2 separate regions of the Mus musculus genome follow, and region 2 is linked to region 1. Evidence: chromatin contacts called from public promoter capture Hi-C data. All regions are on one chromosome and are shown on one strand. The core of a region is the stretch at or near the end of the contact, and the rest is flanking DNA. Distances in the headings are between cores, read along the strand shown.

The links. Capture Hi-C pulls out chosen DNA fragments and counts their contacts.
Region 2: a promoter capture Hi-C map of adipose tissue shows a contact between it and region 1. The contact joins two enhancer-like sites. A contact is called at or near these places in 2 of 115 datasets of contacts at active chromatin or transcription factors (microglia and pancreatic cancer cells) and 1 of 9 other capture datasets (adipose tissue).

The regions. Positions count from the first base shown.
Region 1 is chr19:47,222,477-47,228,705 of GRCm38.p6, reverse strand. The region is part of intron 1 of Neurl1a (neuralized E3 ubiquitin protein ligase 1A); the gene reads right to left. Among named protein-coding and RNA genes, the nearest start is that of Gm36693, 23 kb to the right of the region's middle. Within about 2 kb of position 3,720, at least 55 of the 459 cell types and tissues checked have an H3K27ac peak or open chromatin away from gene starts, as enhancers often do. A contact at or near this core is called in adipose tissue and microglia, where this site is marked.
Region 2 is chr19:47,439,956-47,445,768 of GRCm38.p6, reverse strand. The region is part of intron 1 of Sh3pxd2a (SH3 and PX domains 2A); the gene reads left to right. Among named protein-coding and RNA genes, the nearest start is that of Gm52384, 12 kb to the left of the region's middle. Within about 2 kb of position 4,323, at least 98 of the 459 cell types and tissues checked have an H3K27ac peak or open chromatin away from gene starts, as enhancers often do. A contact at or near this core is called in adipose tissue and microglia, where this site is marked.

The DNA.
Region 1 (6,229 bases), core at 2,471-4,970:
AAAGCACTGGAGATGCCCCAGCAGAACACACACCATACACAGACAGACACACAGACACACACCACACACTGTCCCATGGAGATACACACAACACCTTCCCAGTCACCCAAGCCAACAGCCATCAGCCATTCAATCTTCGGGGGACATCTTGAAGCTCCATATGATAAGGGATGAAGCAGGGTGGGATGGGAACAGTATTGACTGTATCCCTGCCCTCAGGGTACCACAGTCAAGCTAGGGAGCTTAAATGTAAAAACTCACACCATTTCCATCTTCTTCTAGACTCCGCGTTAATACTTGGTAAGGCTTAACTCCTTCTGTCCTCAAAGGCTGCCTAACCTCTGACCTCAGCGTCAACAGGTACCATAAGCACCTTTGCAAGGTCAGAAGTCTATGACAAGAGAGTTAACCAGAGGTAGCAGGGCTGGGATGGGGAGGACACAGGAAGTATGCCAGAATCCAGGCTTTTACCCCCAAGCCGAGTTGTCTTGTTTTGTTTTTTGTTTTTTGTTTTTTTGAGACAGAGTTTCTCTGTGTAGCCTTGGCTGTCCTGGAACTCACTCTGTAGACCAGGCTGGCCTCGAACTCAGAAATCCGCCTGCCTCTGCCTCCCAAGTGCTGGGATTAAAGGCAGGTGCCACCACTGCCCGGCCAGGTTATCATTTTTAACCACACACACTCACACACTTGCATAGCCACACTAACCCACACAGAATGTCTGCATCATGCTACATGTCTACGAACACAGACACACGTGCTTGTGCACACAAACACGCCTGCACATACGCGCTCCTAAGCACCAACCACTGTGCCCACCTACCCCTCTCCTGCCCCGAATACTACATGCATGCTCTCATATACAGACTCACATAGCTTCTGGAGGAATGTTAAGGTGCAGAACCCTGCACCTTGGTGGCAGGAAGAAAGCACAGACGGCCTGAGGAAAACCCTTCTAGCCCCAGGAGGCAAGCCCAGATCGCCATCAGAACAGCAAAGCCATTCACTGAGCTTCACAGTACGTGGGACAATGCACGGTGTCCATGCTGAGAGGTAAGAGCTATTCTTAAACCCATTTTACAGAAAAGACGGTGTGTGTCCTGAGAGGCAAAGAATCTGCCTGGGGAATCCCAGAATGTCACAACAGAACCAGGACTCCAGCCTAGGCAGGGATAGGAAACACACTCACTACCTGTCACACTCTCCCTAGGATAAGCACCTTGACCAAGACAGCGCGAGAGTTCCTATCTCCCAAGCCCTGTCCTGCACCGGCCAGGATCTGTAACCCCAGAGAAAGATGTGGGTGGGGAATCGGGCTGGGAAAAGAGCTGGGGGAAAGGTTGGGTTGCTGTCCCACATCCAGTGGAACTCAGGTACGCACATTGTGAGACGCTCAATCAAGCCACTGCTGCTGCCTGCGCACCCCCAACCAGAATCTGGCTGAAGGACAGAGAGAACGCACAGGGACTTTGTGTTTGCATGCGTGAATATCTGTTCAGACATGTGGGGGGGGGGATGCGCACGTCTGCCGTGCATGTGGAGGCCCGCAGTTGACACTGGGATCTTCCTCGATCACTCTCCACTTTATTTACTGAGACAAGATCTCTCACTTGAATCCAGAGCTCACCAATCAGCTAGTGTACCTAGCCACTTCTCTAGCCCCTGTCTCTGGCTCTCAGATTCTGGGACTATAGGCAGCCACCAAGCCTGCCTAGCTTTTACATGGGTTCTGGAAGGTCTGCACTCTGGTCCTCACATTTGGACAATAAGCATTTGGTACAATGAGCTGTCCCCCTAGATCCTACCTGCCTTTTAATGTACCTATCTTGGGCCTTGCTCCACTAGCCTTTCCCATAGGCAACCTAGTCTCACGGCTCAGCATCCCACATAGCAGCCTCCCTTATCACTGGCTCCTGCTTTCTTCCCACTGGGGATAGTCTCTTACCACCTGCCCAGGACTAGGGATCATGGATCGTCTCCGGAAACCTCCCTGGGGCAGCCGGTAGTTGCTAAGTCCTCGTTCTTGGAACTTGTCATTCCTCTGAACCCTGTAGCTATGTCTCTCTTCATGTCTTATTCTGCACAACACAGAGACAGCCATGAGCTATCCACGACCTATGTGCCCCAGCTCCTCCTGCGCAGAGCTCCAACCTAATGTACCTAAACCCACAGTTACTGAGCATCTATTACAAGTCATACACTAACTTACACAGTCAAGATGAGACGTGATCCACACTAGGCAGGTCCTAACTCTCGTGGATCGGGGAGGAGCAGACATTTCTCAATCAGCCACAATGCAGAATATAGTACCACTTTTCTTAAAAGGTGCTCGGAAACCAAGGATTCAGGTCCTAGCAAGCTTGAGGCAGGTTTCCCTGAGAGCCCAAAACAGGGCAAGATTTGCAGATCAATGTCTCTACCATGGAGGTGGGTCAGGAAACAGGGTGCTACAGAGAACAGATACACATGTGCACAGGTCCACGAGCTGTTGGGAGCCCAGCATATCTCCAAAGCAAGGCTGGTATGGATAGAAGTGGATCAGTAGAAGAGCCATAGGGAAATTTTCTCTTGGCAAGCAAGACTAGATAGGCCAGGGAATGTCATAAGGGCCTGGAGGAGCAGAATGAAGACCAGGCTATTTCCCTGAGAGCACCGGGGAACCCTGGCAGGGTTCAGCAGGGAGGCAACAGGACCAGACACACATTTATAAAAGGTCATTCTGCCATCTGGTGTGGGGCACTTGTGGGAAGAGACAAGGGCCAGGACAGAGAGCAGCAGCATCCGGAAGGATGGGGCTGGCACCTGGCTTGTCCTCACACCCGCCTCTGGCCTCACATCAGGCCTTGTAGAGGAGGAGGTCCTTGGAAAACGGGTCACAGTAGAATGGGGTTCATGCGGCAGGACTGGGGCTGGTGTGGTGAAAGAGTTGGGGAGCCTTTCATTTGGGTAGTGGGAAGAAAAAATGAAATAGAAGCTAGGATGGTGTCACACAGTAGCAGTTCCAACACCAGGAAATGAAAGTAGGGCTATCATGAGCTCAAGGCTAACCTGAGCTAAAGATTGAGAAACCTGTTTGGTGGGGGTAGGTAGGAAAAATTGAGAATTAGGGACCACCAAGGTAGCTCCAGGCCTTCTAGAACAGTACCACAGAACAAAGAGGTCTCCCTATCTGGATCTTGTTCCCCACAATCTGCTGCCCTGTTTTCAGAAGGAAATAGCAATGTCCTGTACCCTTCCCCAGAGCAGTGTCCGGGGCTCTTTAGAGGAGGTGGTACCCCTTCTTCAGGGTGGGACAGGCAACACATCTCCGCTAGTTATTATTCACTTGGGTACCACACAAGCCTCCACTTAATCGAAGGATCCCATTTACTGAAAGGGATGAGGCAAGAGGCATTCATTCACTGAGCAAGCTTCACTGTGCTCCACCATGAACCAACCCTCGGAAGCCAACTGGCAGGCGGACAGGGCATGGACTCGGGAAAACAATTCTAGATCGTGGTGTGAGCCATGCTGGCGTTGGGGAAGGGGCTTCTGTGGCCATAGGTGAACAGCTCTATGTTTCCACAAGCATACTGAGCAGAGGCAGTGGATGGGGTTGGGGTACAAGCTACAGTCGGGGTACAGAGTGTCTTCCACAGGCTCACACACCTGAGCACTTGGCCCAGCGAGGGGAGCTGCATTGGAAGGTCCTAGAGCCTATAAGGAAGTGAAACCTTGATGGAGGAAATGAGTGACGGGGACCTGGCCTGGACATTTTGTAGCCCAGTCCCACTTCCTGTCCACCCTCCACTTCCTGACTGAGGAGGCAAATGTGATGAGCCAGCAGTTTCTTCTGCAGCTCTGGCTTCCCACTGAACTGTGAGCAAATACCATGTCTTTGCTTACATGCACTCAGTACCCCAATATGCATGTGGGCAAAATACTCGCACACATAAAAAAAAATTTCATTAAATGGCCTTCTGTCTAGTATTTTGTCACAGCAAGGAGAGTAACTAATAACACAACTCTGTGAGCAAACCAATGAAGACAGCTAATGGTGTTTCTATTGGCTCAGTGCAGACCCTGTGCTAGGCAGAGGGCTAACCTCAGCTAACTCCACAGCATCCCTTCAGGAGTTCATGTTCACTCTCCCTCTGCAGGACATGAAACTGAGGCTCAGAGTGGTCATACTAAGGCAGATGTAGTCTTCCTCCCCGCCCCAAGGAATAGCAACTCCTCTCTAGCCACATTTGGGGAACACCAGTCCCCTGGGTTCTTTGAGCCCATGTGGCTGTCAGGACCCTCCTCCTAGACAGCCAGTTTTCTGTCAGGGATATGGCCACTGATGAGGTTGCTGCGTGTGGGCCACAGGAACTGGTCTTAGTGGATTAGAAAATCAGACCAGAAAGCAGAAGGAGGGTGTGTTGCGAGGGGACCAGGTGTATGTGTGTGTGTCCAGGACAGTGCCATGTGGAAATTAAGGGTAGATATAGCAAGATATAGACATATATGAAATCGCCAAAAGAATAATTATAAATACTCTAGGAGGCTGGAGAGATGGCTCAGCAGTGCAAAGCACTGGCTGGTCTTCCAGAGGACCTGCGTTCAATTCCCAGCACCCACATTAGGCAGCTCACAAATACCCGTAACTCCAGTTCCAGGGGATTCTACATCCCCTTCATGGCTTCTGTAAGAGCCAGGCATGCACGTGGTACACCAGCATACATGTAGGCAAAATCTCATATACATAAAAAAAATAATAACAATAGCCAGGCAGTGGTGGCGCACGCCTTTAATCCCAGCATTCAGGAGGCAGAGGCAAGCAGATCTCTGAGTTCCAGACCAGCTTGGTTTACAGAGTGAGTACCAGGACTACACAGAGAAATCCCCACTCTGTCAATATATATACTTATACATACACATATACATGTGTGTATGAACACACATATTCAAACACAACTGTAAAATTTTAAAAATTAAATATACTTTTGATAAAAGAGAAAATAAGTTTAACTAAAAAAAAAACAAAACAAAAACAAAAAAATCAAAAATAAATAAATAAATAGGACCCTGCCCGGCCAGCTTTATTGTCTGTGTGCTTCGCCCTGTCCCCAGTCTCCCTGTCCTCATGGGCTCTCATGGTGCGGTGCCCAGATCAACTCTTTCTTCACCTCATCCTCTCTCATCCACGCTTCCCACGGCCTGGCATCTCCCCTTCTGTCTAAATCCGCCTTCTCAGAGCTGAAAGTCAAAGGCAGAGCCCTTGGAAACACTGCAGTGAAAACGACCAATTCCCAGGCAGCAGCTCAGGCTGAGGGGAAAGTGCCTCCAGAGAACGGTGGGCCCAGCCCTGTCCTGAGGCAGGCAGAGGAGTCCTGAGTCCACCTCACAGGAGCAGCAAGCAAGGCCCAGCAGAGCGTGGGCTTTCCCAAGGCATTGCTGGGTGAGAACTTGGACTCAGGGCTGATGTCTTCTGTGACTAGACTCAGAGTAGCCTATAGGCAAACCCAGTGTTCAGGTAACAGCCTAAACTGGCTGAAGGAAGGGTAAATACGTTCTCATTCATGAGACTGGGGAAATGGCTGGCATGTGGAGAAGTCAGAGAGAGGCGGTGGGGAGGAGATGGAAGGCAGCTCCTTATGTTATCTATCGTGTTTGAGGTTTTGTTTTGGTTTGTTTTCCGTCAAGAACAAAGGATAATTTGATTGAGGTGATGAGTCATCTGGTATTTAGGGCTTAATGCCGACCTGCCAGGACCATCCTCCCTACCCTGACCGATTAGGCTGGGCCTGGAGAATGAGGAGCCCGGAAGACCGCCCCCAAACTCCAGCTATATCTGGACCCAAGAAAAACACAGGTCACTAGCTGGAGTCTGAAAGAGAATGACGGAGATGAAGCAGGGGCACAGACTAAAAGAGCTGCATAGTGCAGAGAAACCAGAGCCATGGAGACCAGAGGGTGTCCTCTGGGACAGGTGCCCTGAGCAGTGACAGCTGCCAGCTGCCCAGCCAGGATGATGGGAACACAACAGGTGCAGTGCGGGGGTGGAGACTGAAAGAGAATCTGAGCAAACAACCTGGTGTTGGGTGCCCTTCCCAGCTCCCACCAGCCTCAGGCTCACTGCCAGCAGCACCCTCTGAGACCCTCCTAGACACAAACACACCTGCTCACACTCCCCAGCTGCCCTGGATGAAACAGAGGGTTCACCATTCATTCCAAGCAGAAAAGACCCGAACATGGAGGTACCCGGATC
Region 2 (5,813 bases), core at 3,074-5,573, 220 kb before region 1:
CCATGTTGCTTCTCAGATGGCTCTGTCAGTTTATACGTAGGCTTCCCACGAACTCCCTGTCTGCTGACCCCACTTGGTAACTACCCAAAGACCTTCCAGACTGCTGGTTCTCCTCCTCACAAACCAATCTGACCTCCACTGGATGATATAATAAATTCTAATCTCTTCCTCATTCCTTGCCAACCCATCTCTCCTGCCTGCAATGAAAGTCCTTTTTATAATTTTCCACCCAGGTCTCACTAATGGGCCCAGAAACCTAAAACCTTCCATTATCTGAAGAACACAGCCAGCTTTTCAAAACTAAACCTCCTTTGTTTTCTCCCTTAATCTGAACTAAGCCCTTCCTATCTATCTTCCTTCTCCACTGAGCTGGGAGCCTCTCTGGCAGGTTCTGTAGACCGTCCAGGAAAGGCTGAAAGTTGTGTTGCTTCACATGGTGGGGGAATGACTCTAGTCCTCCCGGGTTGCTTCTCTCCTTCAGAAGCCAGGTTTGGTATTTAGCTCTGTTTAAACTGTGACCGTGCTGGCAGGTGGAAACCAACTGGGTTTATCTGCTGGGCATAATGACAGGAAAAAGGATGCTACAAATACTTCCCAGGCGCTGGCCTGGGCCAGATTCTCAGTCATCACTGTTCCATGACACCTCATGTTGCTGAAATTGACTATTATTGGTTTGGGGGTTGGGGTTTGTTTTTTGGTCATTTTATTTCTTTTTATTTAAAATTATACTTATTTATATTTATTTTTTAAAGATTGATTTTAATTTTATGTGTATGGATATTTTATCCGCATATACATTTGTGTACTACATGCATGCCTGGTGGCCCAGGAGGCCAGAAGAAGGTATGGGGCCCCTGGAACTAGAGTTAATTACAGCTGGTTGTGAGCCGAGAACATGGGTGCTGGGAACCTTGCTCAGGTCTGCAATAGAGGAGCAGCAGATGCGCTTAACCCCTGGGCCACCTCTCTGGCTCCTGTCTGCGATTTCACTTTGCCCCATCACAGTGAGGCTTAGACATGGCGTCAGGTCCGGTGTTCTGAGCCTATTATGTGCTTGTCTGAGTTCTCCAGTTACACCGTGAGCTGTGACCCGGCAACATCAGCGTCTCCTCCCCCCTCGCCTCTGTCCGTGCCCCCAACCCCCCACCCTCCGCAGGGTTTTTCACTTAGCAGATGCTCAGTAAATACTTGCTGAGTGGTTGACACAGATTGCATGCTATCTGTCATCTTCAAAGGTTAGGACCAGACCGTTAAAAAAAAATAAACAAAATCTTTCTCTTAAAAGAAGGCATTACCTCCTGCCCTTCCCTTGCAAATGTTCCTTCTAGTCTTATTTATTGCTTTTTTGGGGGGTAGGGAGTCTTAGGAGAGCGACTCAGAAAGCCCCTTTAATTTAAGAGAGATGCCATAAATCACACCCATTACGGAGGGATCAAATGCCTGCGTGCGTGCGCCCTATAAGTGGATTAGGGGCGCACACTTGGGATGGCTCCTCTGTTTGTCCCCCACCCATCTGCAGGGCTGGCCTTCCCTGGCAGTGTGTGGTATCCTACTAATTGCTCTTCAATAAACAACAGTCTGTTGAAAACCTCCCATGAAAAAAAAGTGCCGTCTATGTATTGTATCGGGAAAACTAAATATTATGGGAAAGGCCAAATATTTCCACTGTGTTAAGAAAATAAGAGCCCCGGCTGTATGGAGCTTCCCTCTCAGTGGGCAAAAGACTCGGTGGAGACTTCAAAGAGGGAAAAGCTGTCAGGACAGCCAGGGCAGTGGCTCCATTAAAGAGGAGTGAGTGTGTGCATCCTACTCGTGGCTGCAGAAGCTGCAACATTCTCTCTGCCTCCGGGAGGATGGTGGAATCTGGGTGATGGAGCTGTAATGGAGTCCTTAGTATCTGGGCAGCATCTGAGCTGGAGGGCCCCTGACCGCACGTGGACCATCTGATGAGTCTCTTCTGGCCAGTTCCACCCACCTCTCATCACTGGGTTAAGCAGGCGGGGTTGGCTGGCTTTCAGTGGGGAGAGACCTAAAAATCATTTGGCTTTTACTAAGAAGTCAGGCTAGGTTATCTAAGGGCCATCCCCAGGGAGGGGAGATCTGAGCTGCTGGCTTGCCCATTTTAATGGGCTGGGGGAAGCTGTTTGAGGAGTGGCCGTAAAATTGCTCACCAGACCTGAAATATGAGAATGCTGTCTATGAGTCAGAGGGAAGAGCTCCCAGGTACAGAGAATGGGCTCTTGTTCTTCAGGGTGGTTGAAGACCTGGCACTGGCTTGCTGGGTTTCTCCTTAGCAGGATCATTCCCACCTGCCAACCCTGACTAGGTACACATCAGCTGTTAACCCAAATGCAGACGTGGAGGAACCGTTGCTTCTCGGTACAGGGACTTTCCTCTTCCTTGCTCCCAGAGGATGCGCCAGTGCACTGTGGTGACACCCTGTAGGGATGACAGCCATGCTCTTCAGCTCTGCGAATGCCTAGGAGCTGTGCAGAGTCCCAAACACCTACGCCTTCATGGAGCCTCCCATCAGCCAAGGCAGGACTGTTATTGCCTCCTTCATAGACACAGATTCAGAGGTCTGGGGGTGTGTGGTGGTGCGTGAGGATATTTCCCTGTGATCAGATAGATGAGATGTGGCACAGCTAGAATTCAGACCTAGATCCTGTGACATTTTAGCATTTTGTGCGAGATGAAGTTAGCCATTCTTCCCTGTTGGTGGCACTACTACCATCTTCTCTTCCTCTTCTCCTCCTTCCTTCTTAGGAAAATATGTATTTATTTTATGTGCATGGGTGTTTGTGCCTTCATGTATGTCTGTGCAGAACATACATTCAGTGCCTGAATGGGCAAGAAAAGTGCATCAGATCCTCTGGAACTGGAGTTACAGATGGTTGTGCGCTATCAAGCAGGTGCTAGGAATCGAACTTGGGTCCTCTAGAAGAGCAGCTAGTGCTCATAACTGCTGAGCCATCTCTCTAGCCCCACACCCTGACTTCTTAAGCCTCAGTCTTAGTTGTAAAGAGAGGACCACTTCCCAGGAACAAATGATTCACTAGGTCCAGTAGAATTGGTTACTACAGATTTTAAGAGCACTCTGGAGAGGGGCTGGTGGGCGTGGCCATGTGTCGAGCGTGCTGGGTACCAGCTGTAAGCTCTGCATCTTAGGTGCAGAACTCCCTTGAATTCTCGCAGCGCTCACGTGAGATTTGTTTTATAAATGTAGGATGAAGACTAGGAGATGATGTAGCTCTCTCTGCGCTATACAGCTCAGGGGTGGTGGAGCTGGGCCTTTGCTGGGCCTTTCCAGTGCCAAGACACATTCTCTTGGTGTGAGACCATGACAGATTGTTTTACCAGAGTGGTCGGGGAGGGGAGGCCCTGAGGGGTGTGGAGAAGGGGTTGGAAATAGCCAATCCTTCAGGCTGGGGGAAGGGAAGAGGGCTGGGGAACAGCCGGAACTATCAGGATGGGACCAGTCTTCATCACTCTCCCGAACACAGGGACTCAGTCCCCCAACTGATGCCTTGGCATTGAAGACCAGGCCTTCGTGGCTCTGCGGAGGTGACATCACTCATCCTCTGTGCTGGCTCCTTGGCTAACTGATTAGATGTGGTCATGGTGATGGGTATGACCCTGTCAGGATGACGCATCAGCCGTGGGATATCCTGGTGTGGGAAGAACTAGATTTAGCCCTGGACCATTTCTCTGTTCACTGCTTCTGTACGCTCGAAGCTGAGAGTGCTCTTCCACTGGCCCACCAACCCTTCCGAGCTCCAGCCTCCTTGCTGACCTTTGAAAGCACATCACGGTCAATAGCTCATCTGATCCCTCCTGTCTTTCACCCAGCAAGCATTTATGCAGCACCTACTGTGTGCCAGACACCGTTTCAGATGCTGTAGAAACCTGGGTGAGCCAGAGCGGTCGCTCTCCAGAGAAGAGGGAGGCCCCAGGCTGACTGGGTGGACCAGCCTGAGTCAGATCATCTCTGAAGGAAGTGTGTGGTGAGCTGAGCAGGAACTGGGCAGAAGGAAGGAAGTGATCTCTGAGCAGGAGTAGAAGCTGCTGTCTATACTAACTGTACATGGCAGTGGCAGGTGTTCGGGGGAGGGGACACCTGGCAAAGGCCAGTGGGAGAGAGAAAGGGAAGAGGTGACTCGGTTTCCCTTTACTGTCGCCATATTCTGGGATGTGCCCCGGGGCTGTATCTCGGACTCTGAATGTTTGATGATGACCAAGATGGGCTTCTCATGTTGCCCTGTTCACGTTTATCAGTGACACGGGGAGACAGGAGAGAGAGCACTCTAAGAGGTACCAGGCTTAGCTTTCAAAACTAACTTGAGGAAGGTTGGAGTGGAATGGGCAGGAGGAAGAAATGCAGGAAACAGCCCCGTTTACAGTAGCATCATAGAGTAGAAAACCCATGTTATTCTTGTGCCTTGCAAGTCTGACACTGTCCATCAAATAACAATCCCCGTCCCCTCCACCACAACCCAACAGCTGCTCTCTCACCTTGTTTGGGTAATAATCCTAAAAGTTGCATGAAGTCAGGAGCCCAAGTACAGCAGGGGCTGCAGACACAGAAGTGGGAGGAGCCAGGGGCTGGGTCACTTGTTCATTAGAAAGGAACGAACTCAGCCCTGTGAGTGACTTTCAGGTCCTGGGGCTGTAGCCCTAGAACTTGCATTTCTGAGATGCTGTCACTGGAGTTCAAGGTGGAGAAAGATGAGGGGGAGACCGTGTCTGTTCTGCCTGAGCCCATTTGCACAGGTGAGCATTGCTTTCAACCCCCACCCCAACCGAGTCCCACCCTCACATGCAGCATTTGCCGAGATGAGCGGCTGGATAGGGAAGCTCCGAGACGGGCCACCAGAGGCATCCCTGGGCCAGGAAGAGGACATATCAGGGGGTCCCTACAGGAGCCGGAGGAAGGGAGGATCAGATAGACCCAAAGACTGAACTAATGGTCACATACCCAGAGACGAACGGATGGCCTTACTTGTGACTTCCTTACTGACTCTGGACCCATGCAGGAAAAACCTTTCTCCTATGAGAATGTTCTTGTGTCTCATGGGCCCATGCACTTGAAACACCTGGTCCCTGGATCCCTCTGTAGAGAGTCGACTCTTGTTACGGAGTACAGCAGTGTTGGGGCCTAGATGCAAGAACGAGATGCGTGGACAGTTGTCGTCTATACAAGGCTGTGCCCAGACTTGCTCCATGCTTGCTCACCACAGACCACAGTCACAGACCTTGTGGGGATGGAGCTGAGTATAAACCTTAGCTCCTGAGTCCAGGTCTCTTTCTCTCAGTCCCTTGTCCAGCCTCTGAGCTGGGGATGAGTTGCCTGGAGCGGAGGCTCTGACCTATTATAGCCTTCCTCTAGGAGGTCTTTCCCCAGACACAGAAAATCTCAAAGGCAGAGGACATTAGGACCCGGGCACACTTGTCAGTCACGCCCCAGTTCTGCTTTCTCCCCTACCAAGCCCCAAAGCCACTGACAGAACAAACACCACGTCTGTATCTCTTCTGACTGGCCACTTCTCTATCTTCTGGAGGTTTCCATGAAAGGAGGCAGCTGGTCTTGAAGAGTCAATAGAAAGAGGTCACCAGGGAGTGAGTGCCATGTAGGACGCTTGCCATGGGGCATCAAGCTTCCAGAATAGCTCTGTAAGGCCATGTGCTTCCTTCTAGATGCAGGGAGTGGTCACAAGATGCTAGTGCCCAGCCTGAGGGAGCACAGGGCCCAGCCTGAGGGAGCACTCTAGGGCGGGACTTGGGGTGTGGGTCCCAAGATGCCTGGCTTGACCTAA